Regions from separate parts of the Drosophila melanogaster genome. Here region 2 is linked to region 1. Evidence: chromatin contacts called from public Hi-C data. All regions are on one chromosome and are shown on one strand. Each heading gives the region's core, a stretch centred on a gene start, on an enhancer-like site or on the middle of the called end of the contact. The rest is flanking DNA. Distances are from core to core; before and after follow the strand shown.

Region 1 (7,504 bases), core at 3,440-5,939:
ATTGCAATATCCATGCATTAATCACTTCCGGCAGTGCCTGCAGTCGGAGAACCTCTCGGTGAAGCTGCGCTGCATCGAGACCACGCGATCGATCTTCGCTCGGGCCGAATTGAAGACGGCAACACCCTACATCCACGCACTTGCGCCTAGGATAATCGAATCGTTGTATGCGGAGTCCAGCAAGGTGCCCACAAGCGAACTGGAGCTACAGGTCACCCTGGAGAGCATCGTTACCGTGGAGCAGCTTATAGACTTGTCGGAGCCGCAGAACCGTAAGTAACTGGTTGTATTTGAAAATCATTAAGCTTGGTCCTTCTTTAAATCTCGGGGTACTCCTGTTTGAGAAAGAATACTTAACCTTAAGAACGTGTTTTTGTTTATGTTATATAACTAGATTAAATAATTATACCTTTGGATTTAGGAGGGATATATTTGGAATTATAATTCATGGAAAATAGTGAAAAGTATGAAAGAGGTGGAAGAAAGCGTTTTCGACCCTATAAAGTGTATACATTTTTTTTCAGTATCAGAAGGCAAATCTACTTGGCCGTGTCCATACGTGTCTAACGGATATTAAATAGTCCAGGAACTCGACTATATCATAATTAAATGATTGCTAACTAATAAAAATTGATCATTGATTGATTATAAGGACTTCTTCGAATAATGTTAAATTGTGACTAGAAAGGATAAAATTCGACATAACTTTCATTTGGTGCAGGAGTACCCCATTTTAGAATATAGTTCTAGCAGTTCCCCCTTACCCGCCTTAATAGTTAACACACTCCCCTTTCCAACATAATTAGGCTGTTCTGTCGTATCGATCTGTTTTCTTCAAATATATCTTCGAACGCAGCCAAAGTATTGGTTTAAGTACATTCATTTTAAACTTCACACGATGGGAAGGGAAAACGAAATAAGTTATTATATATTTGCTCTTTTCTCTGTCTTCTCTTTTTATCAAATCACAAATCATTTACAAAACATTAAAAAAAATAATATTTAAAAAAAAACGTTAGGAAACATGAACTTGCTACAAGGTAAATAGAAGAGCTCGATCATAAACTCACACGTTTCATGTCAAAAAAGCGTTTCAGAAATATAAGGCATAACTGTTCACACTTACACACGCGTTGTAAATTTACTCCTTTTTCATCGGTCTGCTAAATGGAAATGAAATTATTTTCCTACCATTAAATATGAACATTCTATTCGTTTTTTTATTTATGTTATCTTAACTGCCTTATAGTCATGAATTGCAACGTTTATTGCACACTCAATGTTTTTCAATGCACCAATCCATAGCATAGTTCCTAGTTCTTGTTGTCAATTAAAATTACGCTTTAAATGTTGCACGTATGAAGTAAAAGTACGGGATGAAGCGACTTGTCCATCTCTGTGAATTGATGTTCCGTTTAGCAAGCCCTTAAACTTAGGATTATAATATTAATTGTTCCTTGTCCACACTTCACAGATATTCAGATGCTGACTCTGTTGGTCCCTGTGCTCATTGGCTTCCTAGCGGAACCCAGTCGACTCCGGACGCTGCCAAAGTATCAACGGCAGCTGCACGACCAGGCGCTGCAGTGGCTACTGAAGATCGGTCCGAAATATCCGCAGGAGTTTAAGGCCCTGATGGGTCAAACACCGGAACTGCGACAAAAACTAGAAGCGGCCATTCGCAGCCAACAGCAGTCGATTAACATTGCCCAAAAAGCAAGCGAGGCGCAGAGGAACCTGCTGGCCAAGCCGCAGAAGCCTACGATCAAGCTGAAGACGGATTTCAGTAACTTCCAATGAGCGCCTCCCCCGGGAATCGAACAAAATAGTTCTCAAGCTGCTAGTGCTATCATAAAAATGCTTTGTAATACATTGTTACCGCATGAACAATAGGATGGATCGGTTCTTTTTATATTGAAAATAAGGTTTAGACAATTTTGCTCTAATAACTAAATATCCGGGATAAAAGTTTTGAAAGGATTGTAAAACGGCAACTAAAATATACATTAGTTTTTTTGACTGCTTGTGTATTAAATTGTTTCGTTTTGCAGGGCGTTTTGCTATAAATATACCTTTTTTCAAACCTAAGCAATATTTTTAAACTACAATCAGAAAAATGAGCCACCCTAATGCACATCGGTCCGGCATTTGATTTTGCTGTATGTGAAATACGTTAAAAGTACCTACAAGTTTATAAATTATTTGTTAGCCATTGTAATGAACTATTATATAACGCGATATGAAGTAAAAAATATAAACTTTTAAAGCTTAAATTAATCAATATTACATATTTACTTATTAGTTCCTATGGAACTGTATATTCCATTTCCAATTCCTGCTTGACTGTATTAATCACTTCATTCTCGCTAAGCGGCTCGGATTTTAGATCATTCTGTGGTGCCGGCTCTGGATCGATTAATTCAACATGTGTACCCATTTTTGCATAATCGTGTTTGGGGCGTGGTAAAGAAACTAATGCTGATGGTAAGTCCGTAAAGAGTTGTGATTCCAAGCGGCTGAGAAGAGTGGTACGATAGAAAAGAGCTTGCAACCGCTTGCGGAAAAGCTGGATGGGTGGTAAAGATTCATTGTATTCGAAGCTACGTGTTTCCGTATCCTTGCGACAATCTCCGGAAAGAATGCATAAGGCTCGAAACCCCATCATAGTTGACCAGTTGGGTGGCAAAAGTGGGCTCTTCATATCACCTTCCTCGTCCGGAAGGTTTCGGATCATGCTGTTGTAGCACTTAAGCACATCATTTGGCATAAATATGTTTTGTAAGAGCGAGGGTCGAATTGGTGGCTTATATGCAAGAGCTCTGATCACGTAGGCAAGGTTATAAACGTCTTTTGGAACTGGAAAAGTTTTTGGAGTGCTCAGCGTCAGATTATAACTAAACTTAAAGAAGTTGCAGAACTCTATATCAACTTTCGAAAGTCTTGAGAAACTCTCTGCCTGTCGCTCGATCCTAGCCTTTTTCGATTTGGGACCGCGCACCCGAGTTCCTTTCGGGGGGTTATCATTAACTAATGACTCTGGGTCCTCTTGCCACTCTTGCAAACGCTGCGCCCAGTTATCAGAGTTAACCAAGGACACCTTCTTCGATCGGCGGCGTGGCAGGTCTTCCACTTTTGCATTGGGATTTTGTTCAAGGAATTTCTTGATGACTAGGAAGCGGGTTCGACAGCTGGTCCGCGTGTGATTGCCCAAGAACGTGGCACAGTTAAGCCACTGGGAAGCCCCGTATTGCGTTACGAAGCTCATCAGCCGTGTGTCGTCCTGAACGGACCAGGAGTCGGTCTTGTTGCGTTGTGCCAGTACATTGTGGTAGCGAGTTCGGAGTTGGGTTAACGACCGGTTTGGGAAAAGAGAACGCGGAAAACAGTGAAACTTTCCATTGTACTCTTCAACGGCGGCGAACAGCATCATGTCCTCCTTGGTAGTGAAGGGTTCTGCAGTTTCAAAGGAGCGAAATAATAAATTAAAAATTATTCAATATATTGGGTACCTACCGTGACTGATGCTAGGATGCAACACGTAGTAGTAACGACCAATCAGCGTTGATTTGGACTTGTCCGGGAAGTATTCCACGACTTTTTTCCAGTTTATTACACTGTTTGCCGTATTCCTATCAACGATCGCCCTTAGTTTATCGTTGTCCTCTTCGCTCCAGCGGTGGCTGTTCTTTGGCTCCAGCAGAAAACGTAGGGCGGTATGAAAGCGTACGAAGCACTGATAGTCGGAACGTCGGTCTAGCGACGCGGCTATCAACTCCCAGTTCTGCATCCTGTTCGCAGTGGCCACCGCCAGTAAAGTTTCGTCCTCCTCGGGTGACCAATCGTCTCGCCTGAGATCTGGTGTTAAGTAGACCCTCCACATTGCCTCACAGCTATATGGTGAGTGCCGATATTCCAAGTCCAGGGTGCTGATCTGGTTCCAGTCGATGCTGAAGCTACTATCCGCAGTTGCCAGCAGACTTACCAGTGTACTTAAGTGTCGCTCGATTGGCTTGCGCTTCAGGCTTCCGCTGGGCAGCGCATTCGTACTGTGGGCCCTATGCTCCAGTAACTGAGAATTGAGTTTTTTATAAAACAGAATATTAGTATTGCTATTTAACTTTTCATTGCTATTAAATGGGTATTTGGCAATCAATCTGAACCACTCGAAGGGTCCACTCACCTGTTGTTTTATACCCATTATCACATTCTTTTTGTCTAGCAATGTCCATACATGTCTGGAGTGCATGTCAAAGTCGGTGGGAAACATCTCCGTGTGGCACCGCGCCTCGTAATCCTCGTTGTTAGGACAGCTTCGACCATCGATGTCTCGGAAAAACAGGTTGCCCTTGAAGCGAAACGTGCCCTTCCGCAGGATCGCCCCGCTAAGATTGAGGGAATTCGGGCCGAAATGGGAACGAGGTCGCAGCCGGCGCACCAGGATGTCCTCGTTCCGAGAGAAGCGGGCCCTTACTACTTGTAACATGGCCAGAATTTTGGTCCGGACTTGCATGAGCCGGCGCTGGAGCTCCTGATTCAGCTGCAGTGCGTTGGCGGCGCTCGGCTTCGCTGTGTTCTGCAAGAGGGCCGAAATCTCGTCCATAAGCTGCTGCTGGTTTATGCGCAGATCATCGGCATCGTCCATTGCTCAGGTTGTTTTGTTTACATTGCCTTTGACTTTAGCGATGAACTATTCCCGGCATCAACTATCGATAAAATGGTTGCAATGGTCGAACTGCATTAAGCAAATTAATACCCTGCAAATAAAGTAACATTGAACATTACATAGGAAATTGCTGTATTATTGGACTAAGACCTATTAAAGAATAGATAGAGATAAAATAGATATCATAACTGCCATTTTTCGTCCTTATTTATTCCCAGAAACTTTGGTTTTATCTAGTGGAAAGAACATGATTTCAATAAACTCAGTTGTAAAAGCGCGGGATTATTTTAAACAAAAGTTTGGTCAAAAATAGTTTTTTAGAATAAAGATCTTAAAACTATCCGCCATGCACTAAATAATGATACCCTTGGTAACAAAAAATATTTAGTATGTCAAAATGTTTTGTAATTTTAATTTTTTTATGTTGTATAACGTGATCTGTAGAAACTATTAATGTATTCCGATTTTTGTTAAGCCTTTCATACGCCCTCAAATTGGCGAAAATTTGGGTAGATTTAATATCAGCTGTTGTCAAACTCGCAACCAAGCCTGAGTACACCTAATTAGGTGAGCATCTCAAGGAAAAACGATATTCAACACTAGTCGAAATTGGCGAATCAGCAGTGACCGATGACAATACCAATCGCCTATCGCTGCTGCTCGAGAAACAACAAAAGAGAACAGAGAAAAAAAAACGCGTAGTAGCAACTTAATTAACAAAATTCGTGGTGAATGCGCTAGCATAACATGGAAGATGTCCCGGTCAAGATAGTCGAGCGCTACAAACCACCGCCTGCCGTGTACCACCTGCCGCAGGCGACCCTCAATCGCCTGTCGCAATTCCGAGAAGGTTTCTACACGGATCATCCGGATTACCAGTATGACTGTCAGCTGGAGAGGGCCGTGCTGAGTCAGGCGCAACGATGGCGCCACCTGCGTCGCCAGCAGCGCGAGGAGCGAGCCAGTCGCCAGGAGCGTCGCAAGGAGGAACGCCAACGGGCGCTGGAGGCGAGACAGAAGGAGATGCTTGGAGCAGTTGATTATCCTAGTGCGGACGACTTGTCATCGGATGAGGACGAGAAGGAGCGAAAGAAGAACGAGCCCGAGCAGAGGGACGAGGAACAGCAACAGCAGCCACCACCTCCAATCACCGCTGAGTCACGCGACTCTTCCCACGAACCAAAGTCAATAAGTGTGTGTAATTTTCACAATATCTTGCAGCCCACCATTCTGAGCACCACTCCAGTGGTCAGTCCGCAGACGCTGCACAAGCGTAACAGCTCCCTAAACTACGCAGACTTTGAGTACAATATGAACTCCACACCTTTCGACAATATCGAGCTGAAGACCATCAACGATCTAGACATACTAGCTCAGGTTCTGCACCAGACACAGCTGGAGAAGCGCATAGATCAACAGCAGCAGGATCAGCAGCAGCAGGAGCCGCCGCATGAGGATCATTCCAAGGAGGAGCAATCTGGCAATGAAGTGCCAGCTCCGGTGGAGCTAGCAATGACTACGCTGGCGGAGACCAAAGCGACGCTCGACAGCGTCAATTTCCATGTTCACTGTGATGATAATGCGGACAGGGGCGAGCCAAGCCACATTCCAACCACGGCTCAATACCTAACGCCCATGTACAGCGCTTCCGCCCAGCAGCCGTTGCATAAACCGGAACACTTTCAGGTGGGACACTTTTAACTAGTTAAAGAGCCTTAATAATATGTTAACTTGATTCTTTTGAATGTCACACTATCCTTGTATTCTCAAAATCCAATCCTCATTACTCATTAAATTGTAATAAAAGAGGAAATTGTTCATTCACTCACAGTATACCATTTAATCGGGATGATTTCTGAGCATTTGCAGGTAGATTACCTAAAAATAAATAACTCATCACAAGTCGAGGGTGGGGCTATTGCTCAAACTAATTAGTACCACAATTGAGGGTGTAATATATTTTGACTGAGCTTGAGTACGATCTTAGCATGGTCTTATAAACCAAGTATTAGTCCGATACCCAATATTTTATTTCAATCGAAAATAAGTTTTTTTCAGACGCTCCGATTTAAAATATGGGCTAATTATTATTTTCGCAGGTGTACCACATGCAGGGCTACAGTCACCAGCCCTTCTACCCTCCGCAGCAGCATTCTTTCCAACAGTTTAGCAACTACCAAGTCAATGGATTCGGGACTCAAAACCTTTTGAAGGCTCCTCCAGCGCCTTCCTCCGTGCATGCGCTCAGCCAGTCGGAGGACGAGGTAGCCACGAAGTCAAGGAGTGTGCCTGACATCCTGCGGGAGCTGAAGACGGAGCTGCAGCAGGCGGAGAAGCGTCGTACCCGCCTGCACAGTCACAACGCGGAGCAGCAGCCAACGGTGGAGTTGGCAGTGGACAGAAACTCCTTTAGGGAGCTGGCTGGTCCGGCACAGAAGTTGGCCCAACGTATCAGTACTATGGGTTTCCCTCTGGAACGGGTGGCAAAGGTGGTTAGTCTATGCGGTATCGACGATAAGAAGGTAAGTCAGTTTCGAAAACTTTTGCAAAATGCATTATTCCGATCTGGGACGTCTTTTCAGATTATCGAACACCTTATTCCACTGGGAGAACTTCTGGACCTCGGTTTTGACGAATCGAAAATCTCGGCGGCGCTACTCAAGTTCAACAATAATAAGGACAAGGCGCTGGACTATCTAATCAACTAGTATAATTTAGTGGAAACCTTTTGTACGGCCGGCTTTTACCCCCATGCCCAAACTCCGCAATCCCACCCCAATTAGCTTACAAAGATGACTCCTCTAAACGTATATTTAATTATTAAAAGTTATTAAGAGATAT
Region 2 (7,504 bases), core at 3,236-5,735, 4.4 Mb before region 1:
CTTGCCTGAACTGTGGTGTTTTGGGGATGGGACAATTTGGCAGGACCTTCAGGTGGCTTTTTTGCAACTCCTAGCACGGCGGGTTCTGAAGTTGAGGTGGCGGCTTCCGGTGCCCCTTTCAGCAAACGCTTCTCTGCGTCGGCTGACTGAACGGTTCCTGAGGGCAGCACCTCGAAGGAGGGATTCTCCTGAAGCCATTTCCGAAACTGATGTGCAGAAGGGGCCATGTGCCCGGTGATAACCCGACCACTTTTACGCTCAAACACATTAATCTGCAAAGCAAAGTGTGCACATTATTTGTTGTATAGTTCTAATTAAATTAACCTTTATTGCATACCCGTTCCACTTTTGACACAGTGTCCGCTTGCCTCAGCACGTCCTCAAACAAGTCCTTCTTCTTGTTCTTTTTGGCATCGAAGGAGTTGTTCAGCAAAGACTGAGCACCGGCATTCTGTGGCAATGGGCCTTTGGTAGCAGCATGTGCTTGAATTGCACTTTGGGCATACTTCCGGATGCACTCTTCGCCACAATAGACGGAAGAGGTGCTCGCCGGTCGCTTGCAGACCACACATAACGTCTCCGAAATTCGTTTGCCAGGTGATGGGCCCAGTCTGATAAAGTTCAGCTGCTGCTGCTGCTGGTGAGAGATTGCACCGGTTGGGAACTTTTTGGCCGGCTTTGCCATTGGAATACGCATGGGGGAACTGGCTACAGTTAAGACCACCGGTAGTGTTCTTCTGGGAGCCGAAGGAGCCGCGACCTGAACAATTTCTGCTGTCGTAGTTAGTACTTTGGTTTCACTCGGCCTCTGCTCAGGTTGAGTGGTTGGTCTGGTGACCAACATGTCTGTTATTCGTGGTTGGCTCTACAAAGATAACGAATCAATAAAAGGTAACTTTATGTCTATTGTATGACTTTACCCTCTCCTCCTGCCTTTTAACGCATTTGGGGCACTTCCAGTCGATGCCCTTGTTTTCCATATCTGTGCCCATCGCCTTGGTCACCCCCACGCATGTGCCGTGGAACCAATCCTCGCACAAATCGCAGCAGATCATGAAACGATTGTTGTGTGGCTGACGACAAATGCACCAGAGCCTAAACCAAAAAAAAAAAAAAAAAAACAAAAAAGGTTTTCAACAAACGCACAGATTTGCATCTATGAAATATCCAACTATAATCTTACTTGTTGGGGTCATCGTCATCCTCCTGAGACTCTGAAGCGTCGGGATCATTGTTCTGACTTGCATCAAGCTTCTTTGATCTTCTGGGTGCCGTTGAACGTCTGGCCATCGATGGCTCTCTAGGATTGGGTCGTTTCGGCCCACTTCCCGGCTGGCTGTCATTGCTCAGGCTGCTGGTATTGAGCGGCTGATTGATGCTCGCATCCAACGAAGATTCACCAAACGACAGGTTGCCTGCATCACTGGAACTGGTCGCAGCCATGCCCGGAGCTGAAGGAAACTGTGCTCGTCGCTTGGCCCGCGTGGTGGGGGCTTCAATGGGAGGCAGGTATATGACCCGACCGTAGCCGCGCACAACCTTCGCGGAGGTGGGCGGAGTGCTTGCTGCCACGCTCCTCGAGGGTGTACTGCAGGCAATCGGCAATGAGGTCATCGATTGTGCGGGCTCCGTAAGACTTGCATTCGGCAGTAGGTTCGTGTGTGCCTGTAAAGGAGCAATGCAGTTAGCTAGCAAAATCAATAACCAGGATATTCTACACTTGCCTGTACTTGCGGCACGTCTACGGGCTCAATGGACGTAGGCATAGATACGATGGCGTCCAGGGTTCCGGGCTCTGTACTAGCCAATACTTGCTTAACCACCTCGGCCTCAAACTGTTTGTCCTCCTCGATGAGACCGACCACGTGCTGGAGAAAATCAGCTGTAATCTCATCCTCATTCGCCGTATCCATTATATTATTCGGATCGGCTGCAGCTGCATTTCCCACTCCCTGCATCTCGGGAGCTGGAAAAATATTCGTAGGCAAGGACACTGGTGGCGGATCTAGATCCGCCGCTGTACTCTCCAGCATCTTAACCAGTTTCGGTATATCCTCGTCCGCATTTACTACCGGCTGCTCCACAAGCGTGGACTTAAGTAGCTCGTCCTGCACAATCGAGTTGATCAGATCGAGCTGCTTGTCATTTTCTGCTGCCAGCTCGGAGGAACTCTGGTGCGTCTCGATTACTATTTGGGCGGGCAGTTTATGCGACTGAGCTGTGTCCACGCCGATGGGCATGAAGCCCTTGGATGGGGTATGTGCCTGAGCAGGAACCGGAACCACAATTGGCGACATCTGCTGATTGTAGCTCGATCTCGGCGTGCTTGGCGACATGACGGCCCGGTGTCGGAGTGGAACTGGCGAAGATTTTGTGGCTGCATTGTTGTCCTCACCCAGCAAAGTGTTGAGATTGGTAAACACTCCTTTGGGACTGGCCATATTCTTGTTGATAATAATCTCTTTAACTTCCTGCGGCGAGTTTACGATCCTTCCCAATTGCACGGCAGGCATACGACGAACATTGGAATTGGCCGGTGTCGTTGGCAGTGGAGGTCTCTTCACAGGCAGCGATTGATGTGTGGGCCGGATTTTGAGAAACGATGTGCTTGGAAGACCTCTGCCTAGGGCAAACACTGCGGGCACTGATTTTGTGGCAGGCATCTGGATTATTTGCCCAATTTGCGGCGCCTTCGGCTCCAAAACTTCCTTGCGTTTCTTCAGCTCGGGGAAGTGCTGCGGCGTTGTGGGTGGCGGAGGCAGCGGCTTCATTGGTTTGCTGGGAGTCTGCCTAACCACCTTTCTAACCCGCTTCCTCTTATTCGGATTACGTCTATTGCTATGCCTCATATCGAAGTCCATGTCACTGTCCCTGTCGTTGTCCGATTCCTGGAACTCATCGCTCTCCTCACTCATTTCCTCCGAATCATAGGCCTTGTCGGCATTTTCCTCTTCGGCGGAATCCGAGCTTTGGGCGTCATCATCATCTTCGATGTATTCCTGCACAGGCGGAGCAATCACTTTGACTGGAGCACGAGTGGGCCTCAGCCTGGCATTGACCGAATTGTTCGCGATAATCTCTGGCTTCTGTCTTGGCAGTGGCGAATGGATGGGCTTGCGGATCAGCTGCACTTTCGGTTGCAGCTGCGCTGCCTGCTGAACTTGGTGGGGCTTGACTGGCAGTCTCTGGACCTTGACCTGCACCGGGCTTAAGGGTATGGCCTGGACTCGTTTTTTGGCATTGATTAGCTTGACACTGCCCGGTGCCTGCATTATGATTTTGCGGCTTTGGGCCTGCATTTCCATGGCCATCTTCTCATCGCGCTTGTGGTTCTTCAGCTGCTCTGGCGAGGTAAACGGTGTGTAGTTGTGGTCATTTCGAATAACTTCCATAAGAGCGTCTGTCTCCGCAGTCCTTTTGTAGACGGAAACTCCGGCAAGCTCTGTAAATAGAATACAAATTAGTTGAAAGCTAAAGTTCGTTTACTTTCGTTGTGCTCGAAATAATGATGTTGTTTTGCTTTATCATTTGGACCACATCGATGTACGTTATTTACTCAGTGCATTTTTCACAACCATATCAGCCGTGTTGTCCGCATAAAACTGCTCCACTCGCAAACCCACAATTTGTGGACGCTCCTTGGGTTTGCGTCGCTTTCGCTTTTTGATGGCCTTGGGCTTTCGGCCAACTCGCTTGCGTGTGCGCGGGGCATCGGCTTCCGTCTCCGTGGAGTCGCTATTGTTGTCGTCACCGGTGTTATGGTTCTCCTCGTCGTGTTCATCCATCTCACTGGCATTATCGCCACCACTTTGGCTGCCATTGTCACTGTCCAGCTCCGAGTCGGTGGCAGTTTCCATAAAGTTCGCCAGCTCCTCCAGCCGTTCGTCTTCCTCTTGGTCCACCATGCTCGGCGTGGGCGATGTAATCCGCACCACGCTAATGGTGGAAATCGATTTTTCCTCTGCAACAAGCCCATGTCAGTGTGGGGAGCAATGAGCGTGTGTCAGGCCTATTGGACCCACTTACCCATGATGTTCCCAATCGCACGCTCGTCGAAGGAGATTCCGCTCTTGCTGTAGACCACAACCAGATTGGAGTCGGCTTCGGCTGCCGCCGGCCGGGCGCTGGGCGCCTCCGTAAACACCGAACTGGACATGACGCCAACTGCTCGTGATCCCCGCTAGCGGCGCATTGGAGTCGGCGGCCCACACAGCGTGTACTTAATTAGCTTGGAACAGAACAACGACTCATTTGTTGTTGCATCCGCCGCGTTGTGACGCCGACATTGAAATTGGATAGTAGGTGGAAAACGGTCACTGGGCTGCGTTCGCCCTATACTTAATACTGGTGATGCTCTGCTGGCTGCGCCCACAAGCTGGCTGTTATATTGTTGAGATTCGAGAGCTTAATCCGTTGCTGTTTCGCTTTAAAATGCAAATTTTTCTCAATTATGAAAATAAAATTTGCAAAAAAAGCCACTTCCAGTGTGACCAGACTTGGGAATGATGCCGATGCTGTAGGTTATCGATAGTTTCTGTGCCTCGCTCTGCGGAACTAGTTTCAATTGCTAGCTCATTTGAACAAAATGTTAATCTGTGTTTATTTAGGGAAATCCTTTATTTTCAAGGTCGGCTGCCAAAAAGGAAAACCGTATGATAAATAAATGAATTGAGCTAATTAAAAATATTAAAGAATATATTTAAAAAAATAAAATTCCCGATCGATGAATTGTAATTTAAGCTTGTTTTTTTTCGCGTTCAGTTCTCGGTCATACTTTTGCGAAAACAGAAAACAAAAAACACTGATAAAACCCACATAATTTACTGCCTTTGTTAGCCCGGTTATTGGCTATTATCAGCTAATCTCACTTGCTCGAGCACTCATTGTTGTCCAGAGCGCCAGTTAAACTTTGTCCTCCGTCGCAACACCATGGCCGCCTTTCAGATGGGATCGGGTTACGCAGTGCCCATGACCCTCTTCCGGAACAACAGGGATCGTGCTGGCAAGGCCATCCTTAAGGAGCTGCTGCCGGGCCTCAAGTTCAACGACGGCAACCTGCTGGTGCTCCTCGAGGGCGGCAAGGACCAGAGCCTGTACAACACCGACGTGGACTACGTTTTCCGGCAGGAGTCCTATTTCCAGTACTTGTTCGGTGTCAAGGAGCCGGGCTGCTACGGCATCCTAACCATTGATGTGAAAACTGGTGCACAGAAAAGTGTTCTCTTTGTTCCTCGCTTTCCCGATGAGTACGGCACCTGGATGGGCGAACTGCTTGGGCTGCAGGAGTTCAAGGCCATGTACGAGGTGGACGAGGTGTTTTATGTTGACGAAATGAGTGTTTATCTGGAGGGGGCGTCGCCCAAGCTGATACTCACATTGAGTGGCACCAACAGCGATAGCGGGCTCACCCTTCAGCCGCCCGACTTTGCTGGCAAGGAGAAGTATGTGACTGACTGCAATCTGCTGTATCCAATTCTCTCTGAGTGCCGAGTGATCAAGTCACCCGAAGAGATCGAGGTGCTGCGCTACGTGGCCAAGGTATCCTCGGACGCGCACATCAAGGTGATGCGGTTTATGCGTCCCGGTAGAATGGAATTTGAGGGCGAATCCCTGTTCCTGCACCACGCCTACTCCGTGGGCGGCTGCCGGCATGCCTCCTACACCTGCATATGCGGCAGCGGAACGAACTCGTCGATCTTGCACTATGGACACGCGGGCGCACCCAACAGCAAGCCCGTCCAGGATGGTGATCTCTGCCTGTTCGATATGGGAGCCAACTATTGTGGCTATGCGGCCGACATAACCTGCACATTCCCGGCCAATGGAAAGTTCACCGACGACCAGAAGTTCATCTACAATGCCGTGCTGGATGCCCGCAATGCGGTCACAGAGTCAGCCCGTGACGGAGTCTCCTGGGTGGACATGCACAAGCTGGCGGGCAGGGTGTTGCTGCAGCGCCTGAAGGAGGGCGGCATGCTCAAGGGCGATGTGGAGGAGATGCTCGAGGCAGGTGTTTCGGGCGTGTTCCAGCCACATGGCCTGGGCCACTTGATCGGTCTGGATGTGCACGACGTGGGCGGCTATCTGCCCAAGGAGCCCAAGCGCCCCAGTGAACCGTGGCTGAGCAAGCTGCGCTTTGCCCGCATCCTTAAGGCCGGCATGTATGTCACAATCGAACCCGGCTGCTACTTCATCAACTGGCTGATGGACCGCGCTCTGGCCGATCCGAACATTGCTAAATTCATTAACGCAGAGATGTTCAATCGCTTCCGGAATTTCGGAGGTGTGCGCATCGAGGACGATGTGCTCATCACGAAGACTGGCGTGGAGAACTTTGCGATTGTGCCGCGAACGGTGGAGGACATCGAGGCAACCATGACCTGTAAATATGATTCGCCGGTTTAGAGCTTTTAAACTATATTCCACGCGTAAACATATGTAATATAATCTGTATCATAATCAAATTATGGAATACCCAATAAATAAATAAGGTCTCATCAGTTGACATCTAAAGGTTTGTCAAGTTTCTATGGGAAACTTTAAAACAATACTTTAATTATACATATTTATATATATTTTACTTTGTCGCCATGAGATTTACGCTGCATTTACTATCTGAAAAAGATAAGCGTTATCTGCTGATACACAACTGGATTAATTTCGATTCACATCAGCAACTGATACCAAACTTTCGCGTTATTTATTGGTCGACATTGTTAACAGAGTAAACGGGATGACGGCCTGGCTAAGCGTTAAACAGTCGAGTCTCCAAGCGGAATCTAATTCTATATACAAGCCGAATGTGGCACAGAATGCCATCGATTGATCTCTGCCCGATCCGGGCTACATGTACTTTTTGGCATGTCCGTTTCGCTGCTGCTGCTTCAAGTGGCTGTGGGCGTTGCCATTCTGGGCCGCAGGTGCTGGTGTCTCGCTGTTGCCATCGCCGCTGCCTTCATGGACCGCCTCAATGACCTCAACGGCGCTGCGTCGTGGGAACCAGCCACGAATGGGACCCTTGCGTTGGCGCTTCTTGACGCCAGCTAGCTCTTGCTCGGAAAGCACTCGCTCGCCGAACAGCCAGTGGTTGCGGAAGCGAGTGACCTTAATCATGTCGTTGGGTCGCAGGCTGATGCGTGGCTCATCGGAGCAGGGAGCGGCCACACAAACACGCCAACCCTGCGAAAAGATCGGCAGCCAACGGCCAGTCACTGGCCTTGTGCATTTGAAGGTGCGGGTTCGAGCTCGTTTCTCCTCCTTCTGCGCCAGTTGCTCGCGCTGCAGGAAATACATGTTAATCTGCGCTCTCTAAATACAATCTGCAATACTCACCGTCAATGTATACTGATCACAACCCTCCACCACTGGCCACTCGATGCCATCGCCTCGCTTTTGGCACTCGTCATTGAATACCAGTCGCAAATTTGCCCGCCAGCCCAAATCATAGGGATATAGGAACTCGTCGTCGCAGTCGGCATTCCTATATCGGCGGTAAATGGCCTTC

What was found. Hi-C and Micro-C count contacts between places; a contact is called where the count stands out from the background.
Region 2: a contact with region 1 is called in a Hi-C map of the Kc167 cell line, with 2.0 times the contacts expected there. The contact joins the promoter of pps here to the promoter of Pbp95 in region 1. A contact is called at or near these places in 10 of 107 Hi-C or Micro-C datasets (the D17-c3 cell line, the Kc167 cell line, embryo and 2 more).

Annotation. Positions count from the first base shown.
Region 1 is chr3R:8,010,976-8,018,479 of dm6, reverse strand. Pbp95 (PSEA-binding protein 95kD) reads right to left here and starts at 4,689. Exons shown (of 3, transcript NM_141503.4): 1 at 4,181-4,689; 2 at 3,514-4,069; 3 at 1,870-3,453. The coding sequence starts at 4,642. The coding sequence ends at 2,306. It overlaps CG10435, which reads left to right and starts at 5,279. Exons shown (of 3, transcript NM_141502.3): 1 at 5,279-6,349; 2 at 6,763-7,185; 3 at 7,246-7,504. The coding sequence starts at 5,411. The coding sequence ends at 7,371. It overlaps CG3223, which reads right to left. Exons shown (of 3, transcript NM_141501.2): 3 at 7,462-7,504. CG2747 reads left to right here. Exons shown (of 7, transcript NM_169205.3): 6 at 1-272; 7 at 1,475-2,270. The coding sequence ends at 1,800.
Region 2 is chr3R:12,410,809-12,418,312 of dm6, reverse strand. pps (protein partner of snf) reads right to left here and starts at 4,485. Exons shown (of 11, transcript NM_141936.2): 1 at 4,027-4,485; 2 at 3,557-3,961; 3 at 1,731-3,442; 4 at 1,184-1,665; 5 at 921-1,095; 6 at 338-865; 7 at 1-272. The coding sequence starts at 4,156. Dip-C (Dipeptidase C) reads left to right here and starts at 4,554. Exons shown (of 1, transcript NM_001300377.1): 1 at 4,554-6,504. The coding sequence starts at 4,930. The coding sequence ends at 6,405. It overlaps CG5196, which reads right to left. Exons shown (of 5, transcript NM_141934.2): 4 at 7,333-7,504; 5 at 6,545-7,278. The coding sequence ends at 6,844. It also overlaps sncRNA:649.